Linked DNA regions of Rattus norvegicus: region 2 is linked to region 1. The links are chromatin contacts, called in public HiChIP or PLAC-seq maps. All regions are on one chromosome and are shown on one strand. The core of a region is the stretch at or near the end of the contact, and the rest is flanking DNA. Distances in the headings are between cores, read along the strand shown.

The links. HiChIP or PLAC-seq counts read pairs in DNA pulled down with a chosen protein or histone mark.
Region 2: an H3K27ac HiChIP or PLAC-seq map of oligodendrocytes shows a contact between it and region 1, with 9 times the contacts expected there. The contact joins the enhancer-like site here to the promoter of Tctn3 in region 1. A contact is called at or near these places in 10 of 12 Hi-C or Micro-C datasets (the A7r5 cell line, Schwann cells, frontal cortex and 5 more) and 1 of 1 datasets of contacts at active chromatin or transcription factors (oligodendrocytes).

What each region holds. Positions count from the first base shown.
Region 1 is chr1:249,372,876-249,377,342 of GRCr8, reverse strand. It overlaps Tctn3 (tectonic family member 3), which reads left to right and starts at 2,645. Exons shown (of 14, transcript NM_001401840.1): 1 at 2,645-2,932; 2 at 3,082-3,205; 3 at 3,436-3,554. The coding sequence starts at 2,701. It also overlaps a transcript of Entpd1 not described here.
Region 2 is chr1:249,482,508-249,486,974 of GRCr8, reverse strand. Entpd1 (ectonucleoside triphosphate diphosphohydrolase 1) reads right to left here. Exons shown (of 10, transcript NM_022587.2): 5 at 3,305-3,464; 6 at 2,175-2,411; 7 at 923-1,183. Among named protein-coding and RNA genes, the nearest start is that of Cc2d2b, 25 kb to the left of the region's middle. Within about 2 kb of position 1,929, at least 8 of the 93 cell types and tissues checked have an H3K27ac peak or open chromatin away from gene starts, as enhancers often do.

The DNA.
Region 1 (4,467 bases), core at 1,396-3,895:
ACAGAAAAGTTAGATGGAGAGACATAAACTCATGCCCTACTCCGGGTGCTGGGACAGAGCGCACAGCCTAGAGCGGCAGGCAAGCCTTCTGCCTCTGAGCTGAACCCAGCTTTGAAGGAAAAATAACTTAGATGTGATGAACAGCATTTCCTTACCAGGCAACCCCAAGGTTACTCTAACCAGCCCATGTTTACCAACAATCGTCCGGTAATAATTCCAGAGTGGAGACGCAAACTCTAAACACTGAGATCCAAAAGACTCTATGATCAGGCATAAAAACAAAGTTTATAAAGATAAGTGTGACCCAAAACGAGGCAATCTCCCAAGAACTAAATTAAAGGAGCTCAACAAACCAGCCTTCCATACATATTATGAGTGTTCACCTATGAACCCAGCTAGCGTGGCTAGGCAAGGGGATATGTCCGTGAACGAGACGGATAAAACTGCTCACCTTGCACAAATTGTATTCTAGTAAATACATAGTTTGAGGAGTGTAAATTTGGCCTTTGAGAATCTATGGCATGTGGGCTGGAGAGGTGGCTCAGTGTGCAAGTGTTCTCCTCCTCCAGAGACTGGCACTCGGTTCCCACCATCCACAGCAGGAGGCCACAACCAGCTGTAACTTCAGTTCCAGAGCCATCTTCCCCCTTTCTGTCCCTCACAGGCACCCATACTTGAGACTCACATAGTTAACCACCCAATCAGGTAAAAATGATTGAGGCTATTTAGAGCATGGAGATATATTTAAGTGATGAACTCCAAGGCATCATAAAACTTGAGGTCCTCTTGGAAAATATTCAGATGTCAAGTGTCCCAAATCTTATCTGCCCAGAAGATTCACCGGAAAGAGAGGCATCTGCAATCAGTTTTCAGGAGTGGACTGGGGCTTAGTTAGGTGACCCCTGGCCAATTCCCCCCAAACAATTAAAATAACCCAGATGTAGGGATTGTGACTCACAGGGAGATGACTAGCAGGTGAGTTTTGATCAAATGCAATTGCCCATTTCAATAGCTACTAGTCACCCAAGGTTATCTAACCTCGAATGACAGTTTTAAAATTAAATATTTAACAGCTCAAAGCACATTGCCTGCCTATCATGTGTGTGACAGCCACACATGTCTGTGTCTCAGATTAGTGGAAATACGGAATGTTTGTTTGTGCTATTGGACGACCAGAAGGGCCACGACACTCCTGAGAAGAGCAAACACATTCTAGAGAGTGCCACAAAACTTAATGGTAAAATGGTAAAAACAAACAAACAAACAAACAAACAAAAACAAAACAAAACAAAACAAAACAAAAAACCAGCAATAAGTTTTCTTCTTGGTTCCTTGGCTATTTCCACCTCTGAGTCTTGACTTTTGCCTCAGAAAATGTAACTTCCTCTAAGTCCTCAAATTCTTTCCCATCCTGTTTTCTTGTACTGAACCTCTCCCCTTACTACTTTCTAGCAACAAATGTACAGATCACCTTTATTGATATGATCCACTATGCCGGCACGCGTAAGAGACGTGACTTTCTATGTGTTTTTCTCCTTGAAATCACGGTCTTTCCACAAAAAGGGTCTCTTACCTTGGGAAGACCGATTGAAAGACACAAGCATTTTTTTTTTAAATAACATTTAAGTTGATAGAGTGTTTGCCAGGTGTGCATGAAGCCAAGGCCGTGAGTTTGACCTCCAAGATGTTGTGATGGCCTATATGATTGAAATTCTAGACCCAGGAAGATCAGAAAATCATTCTTGGCAACATCTTGAGTCTGAGGTTCAGCCTGGGCTACATGAAACTGTCATGGAGTTGAAATAAGCATTGTTTTACTGTGCTTTTTAAAAATACCATAGTATTACAGTGGAGAGATTTTTTTAAACTTTCTTTTAGATTTTATACATAGGAGTGTTTTGCCTGCATGTGTCTGTGTACCTGTCTGTGAGTGTCTGATGCCGCCTACTGAGGCCAGAGATGGCACAGGCAATGGATCCCTTGGAAATGGAGTTGCAGAAAGTTGTGAGACACCCTGTGGGTTCTGGGAGGCGAACCCCAGTTCTTGGACAGAACAAATATTCTTAACAGCTGAGCCATCTCTCAAGCCTCTATCATGGGGACTTTGTTCATTTGTCTTTGTTTTAGGGAACAGTCTCTCACTCAGTAGCCGAGGTTGGCCCAAACTCGTGATCCTGCTTGAGTCTAGGGAGTAACGAGGGCGATCCGGTACTCAGTTTCCCGGCACGCGTAAGAGATGTGACTTTCTATGTGTTTTTCTCCTTGAAATCACGGTCTTTCCACAGAAAGGGTCTCTTACCTTGGGAAGACCGATCAAAAGACACAAGTAATTCCAGTTCTTGCCTCTGGGTCTTCCCCTCAGCAAAGACTTCACTCAATTCCTCCAGGTCCGTAAAGGGCACCAACCTGATGCCAGCTGCCATCTAGCGGCAGAATAGGGCAAAGACGCCTTAGCCCCAGGGGCTCCCAGCGGTTGCCAGGTAACGGGAGCGGCGCGCCGCTAAGGAGGAGAGCGCAGCAAGAAGGACGCGCCGGGTCGTAACAACACGGTCTTCCATTGGCTGAAGAGCACACGGCTCCCGCTTGAGCCAATGCACAGATGGAAGCTGATGACGTCATCTCCGACTCCTCACCCCTGGGCTCTAGGATCTATCTGGAGACTCGGGCTCCTGTCGCACCCCTCTGCGGCCCGGCTGCCTTATGTGCACTCCGCAGCTGCTGCTGCTGCTGCTGCTGCTGCTGCTAGTGGGCCTGATGCTTTCTGACGCCGCCCGGCCGCAGCCCTCCTCCACAGCCCGGGCTCTGCCTACCTCCTGGGTCCTGGGGCCAGTGACGCCCGAAGTACCAACTACAGCGCCTCCAGACTTGTCTGAGAGTCCTACCCCCTGGACACTATCGATGCCCGAGAACGCGACCACCGACCCCTTCCCAGGTGATGCGGCGGGATACGGGATGGAAATACTGACTTCTCGGATCTAAAATTGTGTAGACAATATTGCTTCGCTACGTAGCTTGCAATGGGGCTATCCGCGAGGGAAAACTTTGGGGAGCTTCACCTCGCTTTGCCTCTTTCACTTATAGCCTTATCGATCTGTGTCTGTGACTTGACTCCTGGTACCTGCGATTTAAACTGCTGCTGCGATAAGGACTGCGATCTTCTCCATCCCAGAACAGTCTTTTCCTTCTGCCTTCCTGGTAGTGTAAGGTGAGCTGTGCTCTGGCTGAGAAGTAAGAGTGAGTTTCCTACCCCCAGATCCCCGCGTAAAATATTCCCTTGGGCTTTCCCGGGAGTGCTGAGCCATCCAGTAAAACATTACCCGGAATGTTGTACCTCTGCCCACAGACCCCCTTAGTGGCCTCAGACATTGGTAGGGTAGGGCCCCTTCCCTAACCGTACTCCACGCCCCTCCTCAGTATCTTCAACTTTCCTCACAGATCTTCAAGTTGGGTATGTGTGGACAACTCCCTGGTCTTCAGGAGCAACTCCCCATTTCCTTCCAGAGTTTTCACGGACTCCAGTGGAATCACACAATTTTGCGTCCGTGTGAACAACTGTGAGTAGAAACAAGTTTGGCCGCTCTTGTCATTTAACGTTTATTACGACGTGACTCTGTCTTTGGAGTTCTCCTGTCCTCCAAATCCCTATGTTACGACTACCCTCTTCCTTTCATTAGTAATTTCAGAAACCTCCAGTGACTCTCCACCACCTTTAAAATACTGCTCAGCAACTCTAGCCTGGCAATCAGCATTGATTGATTGATCGATGGATGATTGATTGATTGATTGATTGATTTCTCTTGCAAGCTTTTCTCTAATGATTTTATACTGCTCTTTTCTTTTGGACAAATTCATGTTCCTTGTCCTTAAGCTATGCCTTAAATTTCTCCTAAATTTCTTTCTTCTTACATTGGGAACATCTTACCTCTCCTAAGAATCTAATGTCATCTGCCCAAGTGAGCCCGTCCTGGGAAGTTGGAAGTTCTGAGACAGTCCTTTAGAATTTGCAGAGTTCTTTGTATGGTTGTAAGTTTATGTGAATATTATGACTTCCTCCAGATATCAAACTATCAGCCCCTTAAAAGGACAAGCTGTGGGAGTAGAGAAATGGCTTAGCACTTAAGAGCACTGGCTGTTCTTCCAGAGGACCCAGGTTCAATTCCCAGCACCCACATGGCAGCTCACAACTGACTGTAACTCCAACTCCAGGGGATCTGACACCCTCATACAGACATACATAGAAGCAAAACACCAATGCACATAAAATAAAAATAAATAAGTCACTTTAGAAAAGGGCAAACTGTATTTATTCACAGTGGATAAAATGTCTTGATAATGATCATGGAGGGTTGGGGGGAAGTGTTCTATTTCTAACAGGGTCTCTACAGCACGGTGGGGTGGGAAAACTGCAGACCAGCAAGTAGGGGACTGGGGATCTGCTCCTGGTTTTGCTAGCTTACTCTGAGGTCT
Region 2 (4,467 bases), core at 680-3,179, 110 kb before region 1:
GAGAAAGGTAGACAAAGGCCCCGATTCTTTGATTGGTATTATGGGTGACCAATGTATGCATCTGTAACTGTGGCTTTGTAATTGGCATTTGCTGGAAGTTAGACAACTCTTGCAATATACTTCTTAACTGTGATTACAGTAGTATCTGGTCTCAGGAAACAAACAGGCAGTCTGGATAATTAATAGAGCACGGGACACCTTTCCTCCTTAGCACCAACACCTTATCTTATGTTGAACAGATTAGGAAAAAAGGAATTAGGAGTCAGGATCCAATGATCATGCAGCCCTCCAAACCGTAATGAAACGGATACTTGTTTAAGTTCTCCCCTCGTGGTTTCCCAATCATCTGCTTCCCAGACGCTTCTTAGAGAAGAAATCCCTCGGTGGGCTCATCCCATGCCTGGTGCTACTTCTGACATGTAGGGTGTTGCTTTTAGCAGACTCTGATGGGGGCATATCCTGCAGCTAGCCTTCTTCCTTGTTTATGGAACCCTCATTTTATCCAGGTAGATAGATCAAACAATAATTAACCTAAGCCAAACATGGTATTTTTATCAGACAGCTTCGGGATATGCATTTCACCATGGTCTGGCTGACAGACGTGGAAAAGGTATGTGTTGTCTCTGGTGCGTGAGAGAGTTGCATGAAGAAAAACCTCTTTCCTACCTTGACTTGGCTTGGGGGTGGGGGACGTGATGCTTGGAGCAGCAGCCATACTTTTTGCATCATGAAGAAACTCAAGAAGATAAAGGAGAAGGTGATCCCAAGCATTGACGTTGTTGGGACAAATAACACAGGCCTAGTTATATCCAGACATGGCTGTGCGTAGGTTTACACTATTTAAATACATTATAGGCATGTCTTGTACAACTTGTAACACCAAATGCTCTCACCAATATATGTTGCCATTGCACAAACTTACCCCAAAACTCCCCTGGAGAGGTGGTAAGAAGACACCGTTGAAGGCACACTGGGAGTAAGGGCAGTGGCTGTTGTTGAAGAGCTTGAGGATGCTCTGGTGGCACTGTTCGTAGTCTCCAGTGCCCTGGACTTGAAACTGATTAAACGGTAGCTTCTTCTCAAATCTCTTGGTGCAGGGAGTGCCATAGAGTTCGCTTACATTCACAACCTTCTTATATCCTGGGTAAAAGCACGGGTCCTTGAGAATCCCACCACTTGAAACCTGGATAGAAGAAGCACTTGAATGCTAACTGATCATACTCAAAGGGTGCCCCCATATCCCTGGCCTGCCCTCACCGCCCTTGTAAAACCTGAACCCAGAAATGCCCTGAGCTGGGAATGTCTCTGGCCTCTCAGTGCTGAGCACACAGTAGGTTTACAAGCAAGAATCCCCAGAAGACTCTAGCCTAGGTGTACCTGTGTCTGCATGTTATCCCCTTTCTTCCTCCCCAACCAGACTGGGAGCTTCAGGAGTGGGATGATGCCTTAGGTCTTTTATTCCAGTAACGAAAAAATAAATAAATAAAAGGTCTTAAATCCTGAGGATAAAAGGAGGCTTTGCATCAGAGCCCTGTGGACTTTGGAGTCCAAGGCACCGCTCAGCTACACTTGCTCCTAGGTGACAGCCTTGATGGTTTTAAGAACAACAGAGTTCATGGAGGAGAGAGAACTGATTGTCCTTCCCTAGAGATGGGACAGCTGGATGTGACAACTTCCCTCTGTGTTTATTTGCCAGGGAGTGTCTGGTAATCTCATTACATCAAGCATTTATTCTTGCATCCAAAATGCAGAAGGCATCTGGGGACAATAAAGTATTGATTGACAGATTCTGTATTTTCCCCACAGTGTTTTTCTTTTCCCTCTCTGATTACAAAAGAATGGTGCAGACAAACTTATAAATGACCACTCCTCCCCTCAGCAATGGTCTAGTGTGGAATCTGAATTATCATCACCACTGGGACAAGAAATTAATTCCCAAGGAGAGGTCTGAGTGGTATCCTTGGAGATAGCACAGTAAACAAACATGGGAGGGCTGTCTGGGTGGACCGACTCGCAGGGGTCCACCAGATGTAGCTTGGTGTCCTGCCTGAGAAGGCCTGCGGAGTGCAGTGGCCAGCTTTGGAGCAGTTACTGAATGACGAAGGGGAAATAACAGGATGTGGGGGCCGAGGACCAGATGTGGGGAGAGCACAACCGAATTCAGTTGCACTTGCCTGAATGTCCTGGGCCAGTTTCTGCCAGAGTGCCTGATCCTTCCCATAGCACAGGAAGCTGTGTGTGTACACGGTGTAGTCCGTGCCGTAGAGACGGAACTGCAGGGAGGTTTCTGGGGCCTCTAGAGTGCTGTTTAGGGGCACGAAGGTGATCTGTGTAGAAGCTCCGCCAAGATCCAAAGCGCCAAAGGTTGCCTGTTTCTGGCTGTCTGAGATGAAGTTTAGCCAACTCTGTTCCTGAAAGAAAGAGGAGTACTAGAAGTCTCTGGACGTCCTGCTTCCCGAGATGCAGAACCAGGGGCAGAGGGTCAGGCAAAGCCTACTGTGGTTCCCAAATCAGTTCCAGATCAATGGCCAGCAAGAGGACTCTGAGGCCATAGCTCAGAGAACAGCAGAGTGGGGCCAGGAAAACGATGGTTTCACAAACGAGAACAACCCCCCACTCAGTCACCAGCTCAGTGACCTGGGCCAAAGAATATTCTATCTTTAAGCATCGTTACGGGGGCTCTGCTAGTGTGGGTGGTGATGTGCCACCTGGGGAACGTCACACCACGGGCAGACCGCTAAACATGCCTCACTTCGCAAATGCCGTTTCATTTTACTTTGCTTCAAACCTAGTCTTACTGTGTTGTTCAGGCTGGGCTCCAAATCGCAATTCTCCTGCCCCAGTCTCTCACGAGTCTCTGCCCAGTTAGTCTTATTTTTTTTAATTGGATTAAGATGCTATCAAATGAAATATATTAGGGAGCTGGAGAGAACTCGGTGGGTGGTTAAGAGCCCAGGCTGCCCGTGCAGAGGACTGGGGTTTGATTCCTAACACTGGGAGGCTCACAACTGCGTGCGACTCCAGTTCCAGGAGATCCGACAGCCTCTCCTGGCCTCTGGAGACACTCATGTGCAGGCACACACACAGATGCTCACACATACACATAACTTTTAAAGATAGATTCTTTAAAGTAGATTTTATTTTCCTCTGTGTCTGCCTGAGATGATCACACCTCGGTAAATGTACTTCTAGTAATGGCTACGAATGTAGGAGTATGGAATTCGTTCATTTATCCACCATTCCCCTTGCTAAGGACCCAAGACAGTAATGGCACCGACCGTCCTCCGTGGTACGAGGCGCTTACCTGAGTGAATCTGCCCAGCAGATAGTTAATAGTAATCCACCCATAGGCCCCTTCCTCCTGCCCAGTGATGATCTTGGCGCCCTGGAAGTCAAAGGGGTAGCTCTTCAGGCTCCTCGACACTGCAGCCAGGACTTCGTCTGCCGATTGCTTGCTTTCCATTCTACGCAGGGGAAGAGATGGTGTGATCTTTCGGCCTTGCCCTTTGTTTTGTTTTGTTTTCTGTTTGTTTTTTGTGTTTTGTCTTCGTAGTTATGCCTACCCATTAAACTAGAGAACCTAACACACCAGACTGGAAGGCAGGAGGACCCTGTGCATGGCTCTGTCTCTCCAAGTGCAAATCCTGCAGTTGGATTTGAGAAGTATGTTTTTAAAGTACCAATTTGGCTTTGTTCCCAGGCTCAAAACGGATCACGGGTCCCTTTAAATGGCAGTGGAGGTAGATTAGCATTATCTGGCCATATTGGGCGCTGGGAGGTGAGGTTTTAGCTACCACTGTGCCCCTGCTTCTTTACATCTTAGTCTCTGAGTAACATCACTTAGGGCAGTAGAAATGAGAGCCAGATGCCCAAGTTCCCCTGAAGCCAGCCTGGGAAAATATTACTCTTACTATTGGGTCTGTTTGAAACTTCAAGACATGAAAGGGGTCTTCAGGGTTAGCATATGAAGATGAAATGTGACTGTCCCAAGGCCCAGTCTGAAGCCCAGAGAGGCTCTCAGTGGAATGAAGCAGCAGCTGGGGCGTCTCACAGACACAGTTCCCCTAGCCTTCCTGCTCCACCTACCCTCAGTACTGATAACCGAGTTGCATTCTTACAAGGTTTCTCACGTCTCCAACCTTCCGGGCATAGTGCACAAGGTACTTTCTGGTCTCCATCCTGCCACCCACGGCTCAAGCTCTGCCACTTCCCAGCCGTGTGGTTTCTGGTGAGCAACTTAACATTTCTAAACCCACCCCCACCTCACCCCCCACCCCCCCATCTCTGTCTCCTTTCTCTGTGGACCCTTTTACAATCCTCACTCTGCCCTGGCTTCTCACCTCCCTACCTTTATACATCCACTGGAGCACAAACCCATGATGCCAGGAGCTTTTGTCCCCAGCACCTAGGACCATCTGTGGCACATAACAGCACTGACAGATGTCTGACTAGATGGACGCTGAGCTT